2 separate regions of the Sus scrofa genome follow, and region 2 is linked to region 1. Evidence: chromatin contacts called from public HiChIP or PLAC-seq data. All regions are on one chromosome and are shown on one strand. The core of a region is the stretch at or near the end of the contact, and the rest is flanking DNA. Distances in the headings are between cores, read along the strand shown.

Region 1 (3,466 bases), core at 720-3,219:
GCCTGTGAAATGAAGGGTTCATTATATTTGAGCTAGTTATGTCTTGTTACTTTCTACACCTAGTTTTTTGTTTTGTTTTGTTCTTGGCCATGTCTATGGTATGTGGAAATTCCTGGACCAGGGGTCAAACATGTGCCACAGCAGTGACCCAAGCCATTGCAGTGACAATGGCAGATCCTAACCTGCTGTGCCAAAAGAGAACTCCCCTTTCTACACCTGCTTAAGGACCAGTATCACCTTCCACATTCCACAGATGAACCCTGACTATTTCTCAGGAAACCCTTACATTGATAATAATGAAAGGCTGCTTTTCTCATAATTCTTATATATATTTAATCAGGCCAGCATGTTTGAGAGGGTAGCACAAACAATCACAAATCCAGGTCCTGATTTCCCGAAAGCTAACAGGAAAGAAATATTTGGCAGAAATCCCAAAGTCAAGAGAAGAGCAGAAAACAAACAATGTAATGTTGTTTTTTTTTTTTTTCCATCTCAAAAGATGAAAAGCTTGAATCTTTAAAAATAGCTTTCCATTTGCAATTAGAATTCTTTTTCACTCTTAAATATGTAAAAGAACAGTTACCTCAATGCTGTGACCTTTGAAAAGGGCTTGTAGTTTTCTGGGAGCTGCTCTGGCTGGGTAATAGAAATGAGATATGGTCCAAATTGCTAAAATGGTAACATCACATTATATGCAAAAGGAGGTATGACCTGAAAACCTGTCTTTGGACTTTAGGGGGACTTTCCCTCCCTCCCTCCCTTCCAAGGAACAGAATGACAATCTGTGTGCCAATGCAGGTAACACCAGCTCTTCTTTACTTGGCTCTCTTGTTCTGGCTCCATCTGTAAACTTCTCTGGTGATCACTCCTGGGACGATGTACCTGAAACTCTGGGCAGTTTTTCGCACTCTGCAAAGCTTTGCTCTGTAGGAGGAATGCAACTGAGCAGGACGCTGTGCGTCCTTCCCAGAATAGACCCCCACTCCTGTCCTCCGCCTGCCTTTTGTCTGTAGAAAAACTTTAGTCAAAGAATCAATTTAATCAGGGAAATGAGACAGGCAGAGAAAAAGGAAAACAAACAAGACAAAATAATAATAGTTTATCCATTCACCAAAGTCAAGGAAACTTTAGCTCTTCCTCAAGGAATACAGCTAATATTCTAAGGCACATGCTTGGAGCCTTTTTGCAGGTGCTAAAGGCCCTGCTGGGTGGAAGAAGTTAACTGCTGCCCACAAGCATGGGACCCCAGATCAGCTGGAACCATAAGGTTGATGATGCTGACTCCCAGTCACCTCACTACCAAACAATTAGAAGGATGTATGTGAGCTGATCATGCCCTGGTTCTTGAACTAAGACTCCTCACCGTAAGACTACCTCCTGAAGTGGGAGGCACAGTCCTTGAGGCACCGGCCTGCTGTGTTCTCTTTTTGCCTGGCAATTAAAGCTTCAGTTTCCTCCAACTCTGTCTCTACGTTTCTATTTGGCATTAGTGACAGAGGTAGCCGATATTTCAGGAACAGGAATAACTCCCACATTAATTCCACCCTGCCCTAATCACTCATATCAAGCTGGAGACTTAATGAAACTGTATTGTGGGCTTAACAACAACAACAATAACAATAATAATAATGGACCCATTAATAGAAAATTTAAAGCTGGCTATCATGCTGTAATATTCCCATATCTTAAGCCAATACCCATTCCTTTGAGTGTTTCCTTCTGTGGGTCTTTTTTCTCAGTTCTCAGTTTGTTGATAGTTTCCATGTCTCACTCATCTTAACCACAAATTAGAAAAACGACAATAACAATGAGGCCTCTTTTTGAACAGCTCTTAATCCAAAGCTTGAAACAGTTTTACTTGGCCCCAGGCCAAGATAAAAATATTAACATTAACCTCAGTAACCATCCAGCATGTCCCATGCCTATGACATTCAACAACTCAGTCTGAAGCACAGTTTTACATTGTTTTGCTAAGCTCACAGCTTTTAAATATCCAGATCTAATGCTTGGCCTTTTTGTCCCTTTGCCCAGTACAGAGTTTTCCCAAGAAGATGTTTTATCAATGTAGTTCCTTCTAATATAAATAAAGGGCCTCCCAAGGGTACCTTTTTATTTTGTCGCTGAAGTGCTAAAATTATCTGTGACCCTTGACAATAATCTCTGTAACTTCACTTATTTTAATATTGAAGATCACCTCCAAGATCAGTAGAATATTTTATGCAAATAGGTGCTCAAGTCTTTATGATGAAAAGGGGAAAAGAAGGTTGCTCTCAAGTCTTTAGTGGTCATTTTCGGAATGACTATTATTCCAAGATTTAAAAAAAAAAAATTTTATTGTTATTTCCCCAATACAATTTTTTTTCTACTGTAGAGCATGGTGACCCAGTGACACATACATGTGTACACATACATGTGTACATTCTTTTTTTCTCCCATTATCATGCTTGGAAAGCAAGGTTTAAAATGGCAATAAATACATATCTATCAAGAATCACCTTAAATGTCAATAGACTGAATGCTCCAATCAAAAGACACAGAGTGGCAGATTGGATAAAAAAGCAAGATTTTTTTTTTTTAAATGAAAAGACAAGCCACAGATTGGCAGAAAATATTTGGAAATTATATATCTAACAAAGGACTAGTATCTAGATTATGAGATGAATATCTAGAATACGACAAATCAACAGTGAAAATTCAAATAATTCGGTTAAAAATAGAGCAAGAGTCAGGAAGATTCATGTCACCGCACAGGGCAACCAGATGGCAAGTAAGCACATGACAACTTGTTCACTGTCATTAGCCACTGGGGAAATGCAAAATAAAACCACAATAAGAATCACTAATCACCCATCAGAAGGACTAAAATAGAAGCATGACAATACCAAATGCTGGTGGGGATGTGGAGAAACTGGATCACTCACACATTGTTACTGGGAATGTAAGAAGTCACTCTGAAAACCAATTTGGCAGTTTCCTAAAAACAAATAAATAAATAAAACATTACCATATAACCTAGAGATTGTACTTCAGGACATTTATCTAAGAGAAATGGAAATATATTCATGCAAAAACCTGTCCAGGAATGTTTATAACAGCTTTATCTTAATAGCTAAAAACTGCAAACAACCAGATGTCCTTCAATTGTTAAACAAACTGCAAAATATCCAAACCATGGAATTCTACTCAGCAACAAAAGGAAATGAGCTATTGATACATGCCCCAATCTGGGTGAATCGCCAAAGAATTATGATGAGTAGAAAAAAAAGGCCAGTCCTAGAAAGTTGCATTTTTTATGATTCCATTTATGTAACATTCTTTTTTTTTTTTTTTTTGTCTTTTTTGCTATTTCTTGGGCCGCCCCTGCGGCATATGGAGGTTCCCAGGCTAGGGATCGAATCGGAGCCATAGCCACCGGTCTACGCCAGAGCCACAGCAATGCGGGATCCGAGCCGTGTCTGCAACCTAC
Region 2 (3,466 bases), core at 371-2,870, 480 kb before region 1:
GATATACTAACCACCTCTGGGAGATAAAAAGGGAAAATTGGACCTATTTTTTTGTGATTAGGATAAACTTCATTTCGAGGTACACATATGTGTAATATCTTGTGATGAGAAGAATGTTGAATCAGCCTATGAAAGCGATTCTAGGTAGTGTCTTTGCATAACCAAAAGCTTGTCCTCAGGAGTCATTTACAACTTCTTAATTACACACTTTGCTTGCAGTACACATAATTATGTGCTTCTTTCCCTGCCTCAAGCGAGAAAGGTTTTTAATTCTTACAAGTGCTGGAGGTTTACAGTCATTAAAGATGTCAGAGTCCTTTTTGGAGAAGTTGGTAGAAAGGGGAAGTTAATACATTGCAATGGGCTGAGTTATAGCCCCCTCAAATTCAGATATTGGAGTTCTAACCCCCAGTACCTAGGAAGGTGACTATTTGGAAAAAGGCTCTTTAAAGAGGTAGGTAACATTTAGAATGGATGGGCAATGAGATCCTACCGTACAGCACGGGGAACTGGGTCTAGTCTTGGGATAGGCCAGGACGGGGGATGATATGAGGGAAAGAATGTGTATATTCATATAACTGGGTCACTTGGCTGTGCAGCAGAAATTGGCACAACATTGTAAATTAACTATATTTTGATTTAAAAAAAAGGTACCAAAAAGGGGTAACTAAGTTAAAATGAGGTCTTTAGATTGAGCCCTAAGCCAATTGGACTGGTGTCCTTCTAAGAAGAGGATGTTTGGCCATGGGCATGGAGGGAAGACCACGGGGAGACACAGGGTGAGGACAGCTGTCTATAAGCCAAAGAGAGAGTCCTCAGAAGAAACCAGCCTTGCTGACCCCTTAACTTTGAACTTCTAGCTCCCAGAACTGTGAGAAGATAAACTTCTGTTGTTGAAAGCCATCCAGTCTCTGTTTTGGGAGCTCTGACAAACTAATATATCCAGCAAGGAAATATTGTAAAAAAAAAAAAAAAAAAAAAATCTTCATTGAGCCCTGACCTATTGCAATAGAAGATGGTGGACAGGTGATTGACAGCCTATTAAGACCAGTCTGGAAGATGCAGGGTCTCCCTTACCTATTTTTCAATTGGTTTCCCAACTGGACGGTGGTGTTGCTTACAGCAGAGATGGTGTCTAACGTGTCTTCAACCCACCTGCTCTTTGCACACAGTAGGTGCTCATCCATGCCTTTTGAACAGATCAGGCATGAATGGGGGGAGCAGTGGCACCAAGCACTCACAGTGGCTTCATGCGTGGGGAAGCGTGCAGGCTCTGGAGTGAGGTCGTCCCAGGTTGACACCCAGATCAGCCACTTACTGGTCACCTGGCCCTGGGCAGGTTTCCTCATGTCTCTGTGCCTCTGTTTCCCCAGAAGGAAAACAGAGATCATTATCATACCTATCTCCTCAATGTGCTGTGATGGTTAAATGCAAAAATTGTGACTAAATTATTCAAGCACCGCAAAAGCACTTAGAACGGTTCCAGGCACATAAAAGGCACTTATTCAGTCTTTGGCTATTACATGAGTCATTTCAAGAATGTCCAGCAAGTACATGACAAGGGAAGGTCTGTCCTGACTGTTGACATGGAGCAGGACTCTGTTTCCGGGTGATAGTGCTATCAGCTCTCTGGCCCCACTCCAGCTTCTCCCCGCACAAGTAACCAGATCCTCCCCACTCGGGGAGAGGAAGTGGCTTTTATAAAGCAAAAGAGGAACTTCGCAGCCTGCATATTAAAGAGCCAGGTCACTGTCCTCAGCCGGTCTGTGGAGCTCGGCACTGTTGTGTTAGCAGGGTCGCTAAGGCAGGCGGTTCTTGGCAATCATTGGGCAGTGGACTATGTTTAGGTCTGAAGGCTAAATGTTGGGGGGTGGATAGGGTGGAGGAGTCAGAGAACGCCCATACTCACAAGGAAGCGGAGGCTGACATCTCTGCCTTGCTTGACTTCTCTGCAATCCTGGTGTGAGACTAGAGAGTGGCATAGGCCCACATGCAGCAGAAAACTTAGCAGTGGTACCTAAACTCAGACCCTAGTCTTGAGTGCCAAGGGGACCCAAACGAACCGATCAGTTTAATCTGGGGAGAGCTCGTGTGAGAAGGTGAGTTCTCCATGAGGTTTGATGGATGAGAGGGTATAAGTTGGTAGAGAGCAGGAAAAGAGGGAAACCCTTACCCAGTGAGAATCGAGGTTTCAGACTCACGTTTCCATCTAATTCTCTCAATGAGCCTATATGTGGGTAGAAGTAACAGCCTCTATGCCTGGTACATCGTGGCAGGAAATAGGAACTGCGCGCCTTTTCACAAAAGCAAAGGCTGGGCGATGTCATCCTCATCCAACAGATATTTTACTAGTATCTTCTCCTTCATAAAATTTCCCCTTTTGTCTGTTGCTCCACTAGTAAGAAAACGATGGGATAGATTAGGTTTAACTATAACTCTCTGAGTATGTTTTGTAGATGATTCAAAGAAAGGAATCCACCAAGTCCAGACATTTTGAAGCCTAGAGACCTTGAGAGTGGCAACACCTTATGGGATGTGTAACACTTCAGCTGCACGTAACAGAGTTCTCAACTAAAAATGGCTTAAAAAACAATGTGCTTCATATCTCACGTTACAAGAAGTCCAACGGTAGATAGTTCTGAGGTTGGCAAAGCCAAAGTTTAACTCTGATCTCAAGCTCTCAGATGCTTTCTACCTGTCTGCTGTGCCACCTTCAGGGTGTCATCAATGTCTCCTCTCACAGTCACAGACAGCTGCAGAAACTCCAGGTGTCACATGCAAATGCAAGAACAGCGCCTCCAAAAGGGGTGGGGAGGTTGCTTCCCATAAATCTTTTATTTTGTTTTATTTTTTTGGTCTTTTTGCCTTTTGTAGGGCCGCTCCCATGGCATATGGAGGTTCCCAGGCTAGGGGTCTAATGGGAACTGTAGCCACCGGCCTACACCACAGCCATAGCAACGCGGGATCCAAGCCGCGTCTGCAACCTACACCACAGCTCACGGCAACGCCGGATCCTCAACCCACAGAGCAAGGCCAGGGATCGAACCCACAACTTCATGGTTCCTAGTTGGATTCGTTAACCACTGAGCCATGACAGGAACTCCTCTTTTAATTTTTTTTTAATTTTTAATTTTTAAATTTTTTTTAGGGGAAAAGGGAGAAATTCTTAGTTATTATAGGACATTTTTTCTTTATCATTACATTTCAAAATAGCTATGTTGAGATGATACAAAATATAATTGAAGTGGCAACAAAAATCAAATTATTATGTGGAAGAAAATCTTAGTTTTCTGCAAAGTAGAGAAACTTTAAGAGAATGAAACCTAAGCGTATTGCATTGTGATTTTTTTTTTCTCATACACAATTCATTTGGCTTCACCTCATTCTGTTATCACTTTGTGATTTTTTTGATTTGGCTTTTTTTTTAACTTCTTTAAATAACAAGAAAATTCTTTCCAGCAGCTGT

What was found. HiChIP or PLAC-seq counts read pairs in DNA pulled down with a chosen protein or histone mark.
Region 2: an H3K27ac HiChIP or PLAC-seq map of skeletal muscle shows a contact between it and region 1, with 7 times the contacts expected there. The contact joins two enhancer-like sites. A contact is called at or near these places in 1 of 47 Hi-C or Micro-C datasets (epiblast stem cells) and 1 of 2 datasets of contacts at active chromatin or transcription factors (skeletal muscle).

What each region holds. Positions count from the first base shown.
Region 1 is chr8:85,594,509-85,597,974 of Sscrofa11.1, reverse strand. No RefSeq gene overlaps it. Among named protein-coding and RNA genes, the nearest start is that of IL15, 82 kb to the left of the region's middle. Within about 2 kb of position 1,969, at least 2 of the 83 cell types and tissues checked have an H3K27ac peak or open chromatin away from gene starts, as enhancers often do. A contact at or near this core is called in skeletal muscle, where this site is marked.
Region 2 is chr8:86,071,620-86,075,085 of Sscrofa11.1, reverse strand. It overlaps LOC106504720 (a long non-coding RNA gene), which reads left to right. Exons shown (of 4, transcript XR_001298412.2): 2 at 2,457-2,537; 3 at 3,463-3,466. Among named protein-coding and RNA genes, the nearest start is that of RNF150, 15 kb to the left of the region's middle. Within about 2 kb of position 1,620, at least 14 of the 83 cell types and tissues checked have an H3K27ac peak or open chromatin away from gene starts, as enhancers often do. A contact at or near this core is called in skeletal muscle, where this site is marked.